Regions from separate parts of the Zea mays genome. Here region 1 is linked to region 2. Evidence: chromatin contacts called from public Hi-C data. All regions are on one chromosome and are shown on one strand. Each heading gives the region's core, a stretch centred on a gene start, on an enhancer-like site or on the middle of the called end of the contact. The rest is flanking DNA. Distances are from core to core; before and after follow the strand shown. Region 1 holds the start of LOC103653979 (heat shock 70 kDa protein 17). Region 2 holds the start of LOC100194252 (ARM repeat superfamily protein).

The links. Hi-C and Micro-C count contacts between places; a contact is called where the count stands out from the background.
Region 1: a contact with region 2 is called in a Hi-C map of ear, with 2.6 times the contacts expected there. The contact joins the promoter of LOC103653979 here to the promoter of LOC100194252 in region 2. A contact is called at or near these places in 9 of 25 Hi-C or Micro-C datasets (bundle sheath, ear, endosperm and 2 more) and 1 of 3 datasets of contacts at active chromatin or transcription factors (seedling).

Annotation. Positions count from the first base shown.
Region 1 is chr4:166,531,521-166,537,367 of Zm-B73-REFERENCE-NAM-5.0, reverse strand. It overlaps LOC103653979 (heat shock 70 kDa protein 17), which reads right to left and starts at 3,222. Exons shown (of 14, transcript XM_008680804.3): 1 at 2,239-3,222; 2 at 1,805-2,037; 3 at 1,022-1,181; 4 at 1-180. The coding sequence starts at 3,012.
Region 2 is chr4:166,356,594-166,362,093 of Zm-B73-REFERENCE-NAM-5.0, reverse strand. It overlaps LOC100194252 (ARM repeat superfamily protein), which reads left to right and starts at 3,520. Exons shown (of 8, transcript NM_001139293.1): 1 at 3,520-3,629; 2 at 4,316-4,398; 3 at 4,481-4,635; 4 at 4,763-4,799. The coding sequence starts at 4,564.

The DNA.
Region 1 (5,847 bases), core at 1,973-4,472, 180 kb before region 2:
CGGACCATCTATCTCAAGTACCAAAGCATAAGTGGAGCCATCAATCATTCCCAACTTACGGTTCAACTTAATCCCGTCACTCAGGTTAGCAGCATGAAGTGAAGCTCCAAGAACAATTGCTTCATCAGCATCAAGATGTTTATCCAGCCCGCGCCGACCCAGAAATTCCTGCAGTTTAGCCTGTAGCAGAACAATATTGTTGTTAGTGAGCCAAAAAAAAGAAATAACAAGTTGTAGACCACGCCCATTTGAAAAGGTAACCAAATTAGGAATTATGGATTATATAAATATTGTATAAAAACAAGAATCTCTAAACAGGTTAGGCATGAAACTCTCTGTGTGACCAGAAACAGTTTACAGCCCTTTTAGGATCACAACAAAAAAAAGGATCAGTACAAATGCAAAGTAGTTAGACAAATTTCTAACAAAAAAATATTGGTTAAATAGAAGGAAAAACATATAAAGCAAATCGTAACACATGTCACATCCATGCATGTACCCATGTTATAAATACTAGATTAATTTCTATAAGTGAGAAGCAGTTCAGAGAAAATGCTGAAAAGACTAAATAATCCAAGTATGCTGATTACTGAATTCATTGACAGCTAATAAAATTAAGGGGAAGTACGTGGCTGCTCTGCTGGTGCTGAAAAAAACCTATTCTGCTATGGGAATAATTAATAGCTTCAGTAAGATCGTGTTTGTTTCTGGTACAAGATTGTAAGAGTGTGTGTTTGTGTGAGCGTAGTTGGTGTGTTGTACTACCTCCGTTCTCGAATATTTGTTGTTCGCTAGTTCATTTTTGAACTAAAAAACGACATATAAAAAAGAACGGAGGAAGTAATTTATTTGGTTTCTCAATGCAATGATACGCAACTTTCCAGCATATTCTACAAAAAAGATTTTTTTTCTACTACAGAACCTAAGAAGATGATTCTAGCTAATAGATATAAAAAAATGATTTTGAAAAGCACCACAAAGTTTAAGTAAAAAAATCTAAAAGACAACCAAATTTATTAACCTGCAGTTTTGGAACCCTGGTAGCTCCTCCTATTAGTTCTACAGCATAGATATCATCGATCTTCATGCCAGAATGTGTCAGCACTTCTTTAACTGGAGTCAGAGCTTGCTCCCATAAATCCTCACAGAGCTCTTCAAATTTCTCACGTGTTATGCTACTCCTGTAAAAAAAAAATAGTGCATAAGCTCAGTAGGTAACACAATGCATATTGCCCCAACCGTTATTTAAGACCACGAGCTTACTATACAGGTTTAAACCAAGGAAAGCTTAAAGCACAAGCTAGGGAAAAACTGAAAACTCAACCATTAAGAGTCCTCATAATTGGCCCGATTGTTACAGAACATAATTTCCGCGTCTCCCATATAAAAAACTTCAACAGCTGATACAGAGTCAATTAAGAAGTAGCCCAAGTGGTCCAGAACTACACAGCCTTTGTTTGCAGTAACCTTTATTTAGATGAGATTGCATCGATGCACTTCAAAAGAAAAAATAACCAAATTTAATCTGATACATCATACATGTCAAGACACTAGACAAATAAAATGTCTTTCGTCCATGCAAACTCCAAACCTAGAAGGTCTGCTTCCAGGACACCTTTAATTAATGAGTTGAAATCCCATTCTTTACAGAACAATTTTAAGCTGACAAATTAGGTTTGAGAGTAAATTTTGCAATGTTGGGTGCATTTTCATTTATCTTGATCCTTGACCTTCTTACATGCTACATCCATATTTTTTTACCAATAGTTATGAGTTTAAAGTATATAAGATAGTAGAGATGCACCTGAAATCAACATCATTATACAGAGATTCTACTGAAATTGGAGCTGCAGTGTTTGCACTAAGAATTTCTTTGGTGCGTTTGACTTGCTTTTTCAACTTAGCCATTGCCTTGGGAGACTGACGGATATCAACCACATTACCGAGCTGCTTATTGAATTGATCAGCAAAATAGTTGACCAGACGCATTTCCATTTCGACGCCTCCAAGTTCAGAGTTCCATCTAACGTCCTTAACCTGCAGATTAGTGTTAGCAATATAGTATTCTGGAGTTGTCACTCATCATCTCACATAGCAGCACAACTCAATAATAGAAAAGCATATTTTCGTCAGATCTATCATAGTGACCATAAGAAATACTTTCATCAAAGATTGCCACCAGGCATTTGAGAGAGGCGCAATTGAACAACTACCAGAAAGGCAAGATAGGGAATTCACCTGGAACTGGTTAACGGAGACTGTCTTTCCGAACTCCTTGGCGTTGTATGCCGAGTAGCACACTAATGCAGCATAGGTGCTACCAGCGCCCATGTCGTAAAAGATGACATGCCGCGACGCATTGGAGAAGTCCTTGTCAATCCCGTACTGAAGCGCGGCCCCAGCGTGCTCGTTGATGAGAGCAAGCACGTTGATTCCAGCCAGCTGCGTGGCCTGCGTCAACGCCCGGCGCTCGGCCTGCCCGAAGTAGGGCGGCACGGCGATCACAGCGTCCCGCACGGGCGCCCCAACGTGCGCATCGGCGAGCCCCGCGGCATAGTGGAGCACCATGGCGACGATCTCCTCGAGGGAGTATACCTGCCCGTCATCGGCGCGGACCGCGGCGGCGCCGCGCGCGTCGGGGACGAGGTCGTAGGGGAGGAAGAGCGACTCCGTGACGGACTGCACGTAGGAGAAGGGCTTGGCCAAGAGGTCCCGCGCGCGGGCGAATACTTTGGACGGGTGCCGCGCCGTGATGCCCGCCGCCTCCTCCCCAATGAGACGGTTGCCGTCGGCGAGCGCGGCGAGGGCCGGGGACTTGCGCTTGGACATCTCGTTGGTGGCAACAGCGATCGGAGCACGGCCCGGGGCAAGATGCACAGCCGCGACCTTAAGCCACTCCGAGCCGAGGTCGATGCTCGCCACCGCCGCGGTCGCCGGCGGGACGGCGACGGCCGCCGCGAGTCCCGCGACGAGGACGGCGAGGAGGATTCCCCAACTACAGGACTGCGCCATGGCGTGTGGCTAGTTGGCTATTGGCTGCCGCTCAGTGCAATGGCAATGGCATGTGGGAGGGGTTCGGAGATCTGGAGTGTGGGGTGCTCGAGGAGCGCACTGCGCACGAGGGGAAGGGGAGCGGAGGGAGGCGAGAACGATCTCGAGGACGGGGAGGAGGTGCAGAGGGAAAAAAATTCTTTGCATACGGAATGCAAACCCCACCTTTTACACATACCCCCACTGCTGGTCCATACAAATAGATTAAAAATAAATTACTAAAGGGTTTGCATCCGGTATGCACAGAATTTTTTTCCGTGCAGAGGGCGTGCTCCTGCTATATTTCGGATTCCGAAATTTTCCTTTTTATTTGTCCTTCATTTATTGCAATTAGAGATTTTGGCTACGGGCCGAGCAGGATCGGCGCGAATTGAGTCATCAATCCAATGATAACCGGCCACGTTAAAAAGTATACATGTGGCGTTTCACGGCGAGCGCGGTGCATTGGACGCGCGAGATATAGAGCCGGTTTGTTTATATATTTTTTTTGCCTTTCCAGGACTTCTGTTACTGTGAAAACAATTCCGGCTCTTACTTCTCCGACTATTTGGATTTTCTAAGGACACAGTAATTTATTTAGTAAAACAGTTTTTTGTGTTTATTTTGAATGTTATGTTAGGAAAATAAAGGGAAGTCAATATAAGCCATGTTTTTTGTGCTCTAACTCTCGGCACGAAAATGGCTTTAGCTCCTCGAGGGCTCTCAACGAGAAGCCTTTTTTTTTTACAACCGTTTATAAGGACTTTATGATAAGCTTGAGCTAGAGCCGTCTAAGGGTGTGTTTGGTTTGGCTTTTGGCTTTGGCTTTTGCCCCCTAAAAGCCAAAAGTCAACCAAAGGGCTGGATCTAGGAAGCAGCTTTTTCTAAAAGCCGACTTTCTCGTAGCGCAAAACTGAAAGCACCCCTGGACCTGCTTTTAGTGGCTTTTGGATGGAACTGTGAAAACATATATCAAAGAACTTTTAACGACTTTTAGTGGTTTCCACCAAACGATTTTTAGCTTTTTAACAGCACACAGCCTACAGCAGCTTTTTCCACAGCTCACAGCCCACAGCAACTTTTTCCACAGCCACAGCCCAACCAAACAGACCCTAAAGAGCCATGCCAAGGAGGGCTTTTCTAACAAGCTTTTATGAGAGTATGGTGTAGAGATAATCTTATTATCATGAGAACTACATATAAAGAAAGATTAAGGAGTCTAAAAGGGTTTAGGATATAGAGAGTGACTGAATCTGCTTTCACAATAACTCGATCGATTATATGTTCACGCTGATTTTGGATGATTTTTATCAAGGTGATTCTCATAAAAACGGCCTGAAAGTTATATGTTTAATAGTACGCAATAGCTTATGATGACTGGAAGTCAAAAATAAACCAAAACAAACACCCTCACAGGACTCAGCTACTCACATTGCATTAAGTCGCCACAAGGCCACGAGCCTACCATGCCTCTCCTAGTCCTTGGCTATACTACTAGTAAACTAATGTTAGGTGCAAATGCACCATCTTATATCATCTCTGACACATCAGCTCTCGACTCCACTCTCGTCTCTGTTGCTCCACACAGCCTGCAATAGGCTATAGACTCAACCAACAACTACTCCGCTGTGGCCTCTCCTAGATGTTCTCCACTATCTTCACTATCGATTTTCTAGCTAAAATGTTGTTGGTCTCGTTCCCTTTAGTATATAGTAGCGGCTACACCACAAACACAGTTGGTACCATATTGTAAAACTACAAGCCCCTCCAGTATATATATTGTGCATGAGTATCAAACTCAATTGGTATCTTCCTCGACTCCCACACAACTTAAATGTCCGGTTGGGGTAGTATATAGCATCCAAGTCTAAAACTACTAATTGGGGTGACATATAGGATTTCTACGCACTCACCAAACACTATGGTGTGATCATTGAATGTGTCGGTGCATGTCCACATCAACTAGTCACACTGAGCTATTTGAATTAGGGCATCCTATGATTTGTTCATGTTATACCAGATATGTACGTTATATTATAGCCCCCCTCTATTGTGTTTTAACCCTCTCTAACTATCCCATTAGTGGCATATCCGGTGCTACATCCGACGTGTCCAGTGTATTATGGAATTCTCCAAACAAAGCTAGAGTCTTCTTTGAGTGTCGTATCTATGACCCGTTTGATGTGGTGTGTCGTTCACATTCACATTGTCCTATATACTTTGAAGCAGCAACCCTTCTTCAGTACAATATCACTTATATCTGGTGGATCACTAGACATGTATGTGCTATTCAGCAGACTATTTTTCTTTGTTTCTTAGTGTGTCTTTATCCGGTCTTCTTTCTTTCTCGTGTTTTAGACTCGTGTGTATTTTAACTTTTTTAGATTTTGAATCATGTATTGTTTGAGGCGTTGATTATCTCGATCATCCATTGTCTCCGTTCAAGTTCACTTATACCTAAAAACACTAACAAAAATATTATTAGTTCAAATAGTTATATTGATTATCAAACACTAAAACTTAATCTCTTCTCTACTACTCTTAAGAATGCAATGTAGGCGTCCACATGGTGTACGGTTCTGCCCCCTCCGCGCAAGCCCCTGCCTCCGTGACCCCCTTGCCCACCTTGCCCCTGACCGTGATCCCCGCCGGCAAACCCGACTGCCATCCTCCTCCCCCGCCTCCCTTCCATCCTCGTCCGCCCCTTCCATACTCCTCCCCGTGCCCCTTCCATCCTCGCTCGTGCTCCAATCCACACGCGCGCCCCTTCCATCCTCGCCCGCGCTCCTCCCACGACCTATGTGAAAGTCGCCTAGA
Region 2 (5,500 bases), core at 2,271-4,770:
GTCCCGCTTCTGCCGCTTTGTGTCGAAGTCAGTGCTGGACCCCCTAGTATCATGTGAATGACTCCGCGATATGGCTGATCGGCGAAGTCTTCCTGCTTTGGAGCATGGGGGATGTTTTGATGTTGCTGGTGTGGTGGTGGGGGTGGGGGAGGTACGATTTGTACTTCCGGATGGTGTTGGTAAGTGTGGTGCGGTGGATGCGGGGCGGGGGCGTGGATATATGGTGGAGGGGGTTGCTGGTAAGTGTGTGCAACAACTCTGGGGTTGTCGGCTGGTTGCGCCCGTGCCATCCTGTCTCTGGTGGCCTTCGTTTCTGGGCAGTCTTTGGTTTGGTGGGCGCAGTCTTCGCCGTGGAAGAGGCAGTAGAATCGGCGCGGCGGCTGCGCACGCCCCCGACCCCTGCCGCGAGTTCCATTTCCGCGGCCCTAGGGGGGATACTCCTGGCGACGAGGGGCGTCAGCAGCGGGGTGCTGGTTGGCGATGTTGTGCACTTGCTGTTGACTGCAGCCGTTTCGACCGGAGTCCGGCTGCGGAGTCCTCGTCCACGTGCGGCTGGACTGTGGAGCATCTTTTGGCTTCCTTTGGGATTCAACCTTGCGCTGGTGGAGCTCTTCGGATTTGGCGTACTTTTCAAACAGCTGATATAATTCCTGGAGGTTCTTGGGCGGATCTCTGATGCAGTGGCTGTAAAGGACACCGACGCGAAGGCCACTGATAGCGTAGTGAATAGCGATCTGGTCATCGACTGAGGGCAACTGTGACTTGAGTGTTAAAAATTTGCGGTAATACTCCCGCAGAGTCTCCTTTTCCAGCTGCTTGCAGAGCGAGAGTTCGGCCAAGGCGTCGGTGTCTGGGCGGTACCCTTGGAAGTTGAGTAGGAACTTGTCCCGGAGGCTTCTCCAGGAATCAATGGACAGTGGAGGCAACCTGGTGAACCAGGTGAGAGCTGGGCCCTTTAGGGCGATGATGAAAGACTTCGCCATTGGGGCGTCGTCCCCTCCGGAAGATGCAACGACGACCTGATAACTCATTATGTATTGCGCCGGGTCGGTGCTGCCGTTGTACTTGGGATAGGTCCCTGCCCGGAAGTTAGCTGGCCAAGGCGTCACTTGCAGGTGTGGCGCCAGGGGACTTCGCTCGTCGAGATAGTTGACCCCTTGGAATGGCGCGGCGTGCGGGAAGGTGTGGTCGCGCTGGGGGAAATGCGGGTCTTCCGGTTGTGTGCGGTGTTGCAGGGGTGGCCCATGCTGCAGGCCTAGGTGGCCTTCGCGCGTGTCTTCCAGTTGTGCGCGCTGCTGGAGGGGTGGCCCGTGCTGCAGGCCAAGGTGGCCTTCGCGCTGCATCAGCGCGATCTCCCGCTCGAGGTCCTGGGCCTTCTGCTCTTCGTCGCGTATCATTTGCCGCACTTTGGCTAGTGCGGACACGCGCTGGCGCTTGGCCTCCAGTATCTCCTTCTGCCTCTGGAGATTGCGGTTCTTGAGGCGCAGGGCGCGCAACTGTAGCTGTTCTTCCGCTGAGACGCCGAGGACTTCACCATCCTCGGTGAGGTCCGCGCCCTCCAGTGGGGCGAAGCCTGAGGGTGGCTGCGATTGTCCTTCAGGGCCGCAGGTGCGGAGAGTGTCGTCTTCGCAGGTGCGGGGAACGTTGTCTTCAGTGGCCTCTTGGTGGGTGGATTGGGTGAGGGCGAGGGCCTTGCCCTTTCTTGCGGCGAGCAGTGCTGCCTTCGCAGCCTCGTCAGCCTTCGGGTTAGCTCTCTTGGGTGCCATCGCGGGTGGTTTTCTCGTAGCACGAACGGTGGGCGCCAAATGCTGGAACTTGCTCTCAGTTGCAAGGGGATCCAATAAGGGTGAACAATGACGTTAACAGGGTTCTCGCGTGTGGGGGCAATAGCTCTGTTAATCTGGCCTCTCATGGGCACTGTGCGGGGGTATTTATAGGTATCTGAGCGCCCAGCGCCTTGTGTTAAGGACGCATGTGCCCTCAGCCACCTAGGTTATCCCCAGAATATTCCCATAAAGCGGGGTTACAGACTGTAATTACAGGAATGCCTTTACAAATTAGGCCCGTAACACGCGGCGGCCACGCAGGGCCCGTTACAATGGGCCGGATCACACGTGGGCCTCTGAGCTGGACGAGGCCGCACAGTGGGATGACGACGTCGCAGGCCTTCGTCTGGTGCCGAATGAAGCGAAGGGTGTCCCTGCCCGTTTTGTCTCCGTCGGACCAGCAACTGCGGCGAAGGCCTCGAGCGAAGGGTGGCGTCTTTGCCTTCGCCCCAACATTTGCCCTCCGAGGGACCAGTTCGACAAAGTCACCTGGTGCCGAAGACGTCGCTGGATGGCGGAGACGCTGCCCTCGCTCGAAGTGGTTCCGCGGGGGTTTTTGACATGACCGTTGATTGACACCGTACTGTTGGATTGCGGGTTTCCCAAAGTGCCGCGCCCTGTTGGATTGCGGGTTTCCCGAAGCGCCGCGCCCTGTTGGATTGTGCATGCAATGGAAACGAAAATGTCATCCAAAATTTGTGTACATGTGAAAACTCCCACGATCTACCATAATTATCGGATTTACCATAAAAATAGGATTTCCATGCCTGCACCTGCGCATGTGCACGTGGTCCAACGGCTGGGTTTTATGCTATCTCTGTAAACTATTTTCGCTATTTTCATAGACTATTTACGCATAAAAATAGACCCACAATTTATGGCTACGTCCCACACGAAAGGTTGGTTGTTGGAACAGGAGTTTGACTGACACACGTGGGGGTTGAACTGGTGTATGGGCACGGGACACACCTGATAGCCTGCTATGAGGTGGGTGGGCGCGCTGATACGGTCTAGCCAGGTCGAGGGTGGTCGGCCAAGGCTTTCTCTGACATTTGGAAGCCCAGATCCCAATATACCCTCTCTCTATGTATATATAAAAAAATAAAGATTTCAGGCTAAAATAAACAAAAGGCTTGGGCGCGGCGGCCCAATCGCATGAGGCGCCGGTAGCCCAACAACCTCTCCTGGCCGACCAATGTTTTCAGATTAGTCAGTGATTAACCTACTGATCGCTTTAGCGCACTGCGCACTCGATAAGCAGTAACGACGCGATGAGAGCGATCAGAACCCTGATCATCCGATTAGTCGTTTGATCAGGTCGCGGACGATCAGTTTGCCTAGAAATTTTCAGTTTTGGACTGACCAGCTGGCCCACTTCGGTTTTTTTCCCATTCGTTTTTGCCCGCTGCAACCGGGCTTGTTTGAAACCACTCATTTTAAAGAAACTGATTTATAAAAATTGAGTTGGCTACAAACATAACAATTTATATCTCAGTTTATAAAAGTTAGATTTATAGTTTCTTAAAATCAAGAAGTTAATCTCTCGTAGCTAAAAAAACTGGTTTGTTAAAAAGTCAAACAGACCTAAGTCCTGTACGCAGGGCCCATGCACGGTTTTGAGACGAGAGCAGCTCAGCAGCATAGCGCCAGCCGCCGGATTCCTGCGCAGCACGCACGGACGCCATCGAGGAACCCTAACCAGAGCACAGCACACGGAGCGACGGCGGCGCGCCACCGGCGACTGGCGGCTGGTGCCCCCTCTCGGTCCCCACTCCCCAGCACGGCGACGGCCTGCTGCATCAGGTGATCTCTGATGTCTGACTCTCTTCTCCAGTTCTCCCCAGTCCCCGTTTCCCCGACTTCCTGTTCAGTGTTCACCGTCGAGTGGCCTGCTACCCTGCTGTGCTCATGTGATGTGCTCGTTGTGAACTTGTGATTGTGAATTTGTGATCCGATCCGAGTCAGTCCCCAGTCCCCACCCAGTTATTAATGAAATTGACATCCTTGAAGATGATGAAGAATCTGAGGAAATGCAAATGAATGGGGAAGATGGTTCTGGGCCTTCTAGCTCATTTGGGACTGAAAATGCATTTCAAGTGGATGAAGATTTACTTTAGCTAGTAGATCATTTATCACTTATCAAGTGGATGAATATTTGCTCATTTGTTTCATGTTTGACTTTGCTGCAGTTGGACTTTGATTTTAGAACTTTAAACTTATGTCATTTATGTTGTACTCTTTTGCTGGACAACCTGCAACAATACAGTTTTACTTATGTAATGGCTTATTAACCTGTTCCTGTGAGTTTAGAATGGCTGGACTGTTTTTTTTACTATGTTTTACTTTTACCTATGGTAATGTCTGACAGCCATACAGTGCAGGAGAAAGCAGATGGTACACTTATCCTGTGATTTTTGTTGTGTTCCTAACTTTGCTTGGATGTTTGTTTGATTAATTGATTCCATTGGTTTGTATGCTTGTTGCTGCAGATGGTAAATTATTTTTCAGACTCAGAGTGCAAAAAAGTTGGTTCGTCCAGGGAAGAGGAATAGAGGTTATGCTTTTGTGTGAGGTGAGATCTTCTAAGTCCCTTTCTCCAGTTTCCTTTTCAGTCAATACAAACTAAATTCCGAGCCCAGCGTGTTGCTCTTCAGCGGCGGCGGCGGTGCTGGCATTCTTGCTACCTCAGCTCTGCCAGGAAATAAATCGCAGCAGCGCGGAATTTGTGTGGAGATTCATGTTTACGAATGCGCAGCGCCAGGTCGAGCGCACCGGCCGTTCTGGCACTCCGCGAGACCAGTACCTTCAGGTTGGTATCGTCCCTGGTCCCTCTCTTTGTTTTTTCATTACCAATCGATTGGTGCTGGCGCAGGAAATTCACCTTGCAAATTTGTTTCTCGCTAATTAACTGGTTCCGTTTGATTGCTTGTGCCCAGGATCTCGTGACCCAGTTCCAGAACGCCACGGATGAAGGTTGGTGTCTACTTTACGCTTGGTTCTTTTACAGGCCACACCCTTTAGACCAGTCTCTATAATTCTCTATCTTCTTGAGTGTCAGTTTAGGAAACAGTCTCAACAGCACTGTGCTTTAGTCTGAAAAATGTACTAGTAATTTGTGTGATTAGAGGCGATGCTTTGTTGATCCTGATTGATTGCTTCATTGTAATGGGATCTATTACATGCATTAGTTCAAGTGGAAAGACATTTTAGTATTGAGTTATGCTTCGCTATTGTAGTTAATAAGCCCTACTTCCTAAGCATTTCCTAGATAACTGTGTTAGTTAATTACAGTCTTTAAAGACCTTGGGCAGCCCAAGAGGTGTACGGCTGCCAAGGTTCTGTACCTCTATATAATCAAAAGCCTCTGGCTAACAGAAATGAGTAATCAGAGTTATCTCCAACATTTGGTACCAGAGCCTTGGTTAGACACCAGAGAGCCACAGGGCCGTCTCCTTACCTTCTCCACTCCATGTCGACCTCTGCTGAGCGTGCTGCCAGGCTCAAGGCCAAGGGTCCCGGCTAAGGAGAGCTGGGCGACTCCTCCGGCCGGGCCGCGCGCTTGAAGGCTGCAGAGGAAGCAGCAGCGCTGGCAGTCCAGGCAGCAAAGCAGGCGGCGGCTGCTGCAGAAGCGGCGGCAAGGACAGCGCAGGAGCTACGGGCCGAAATCGCCGCCG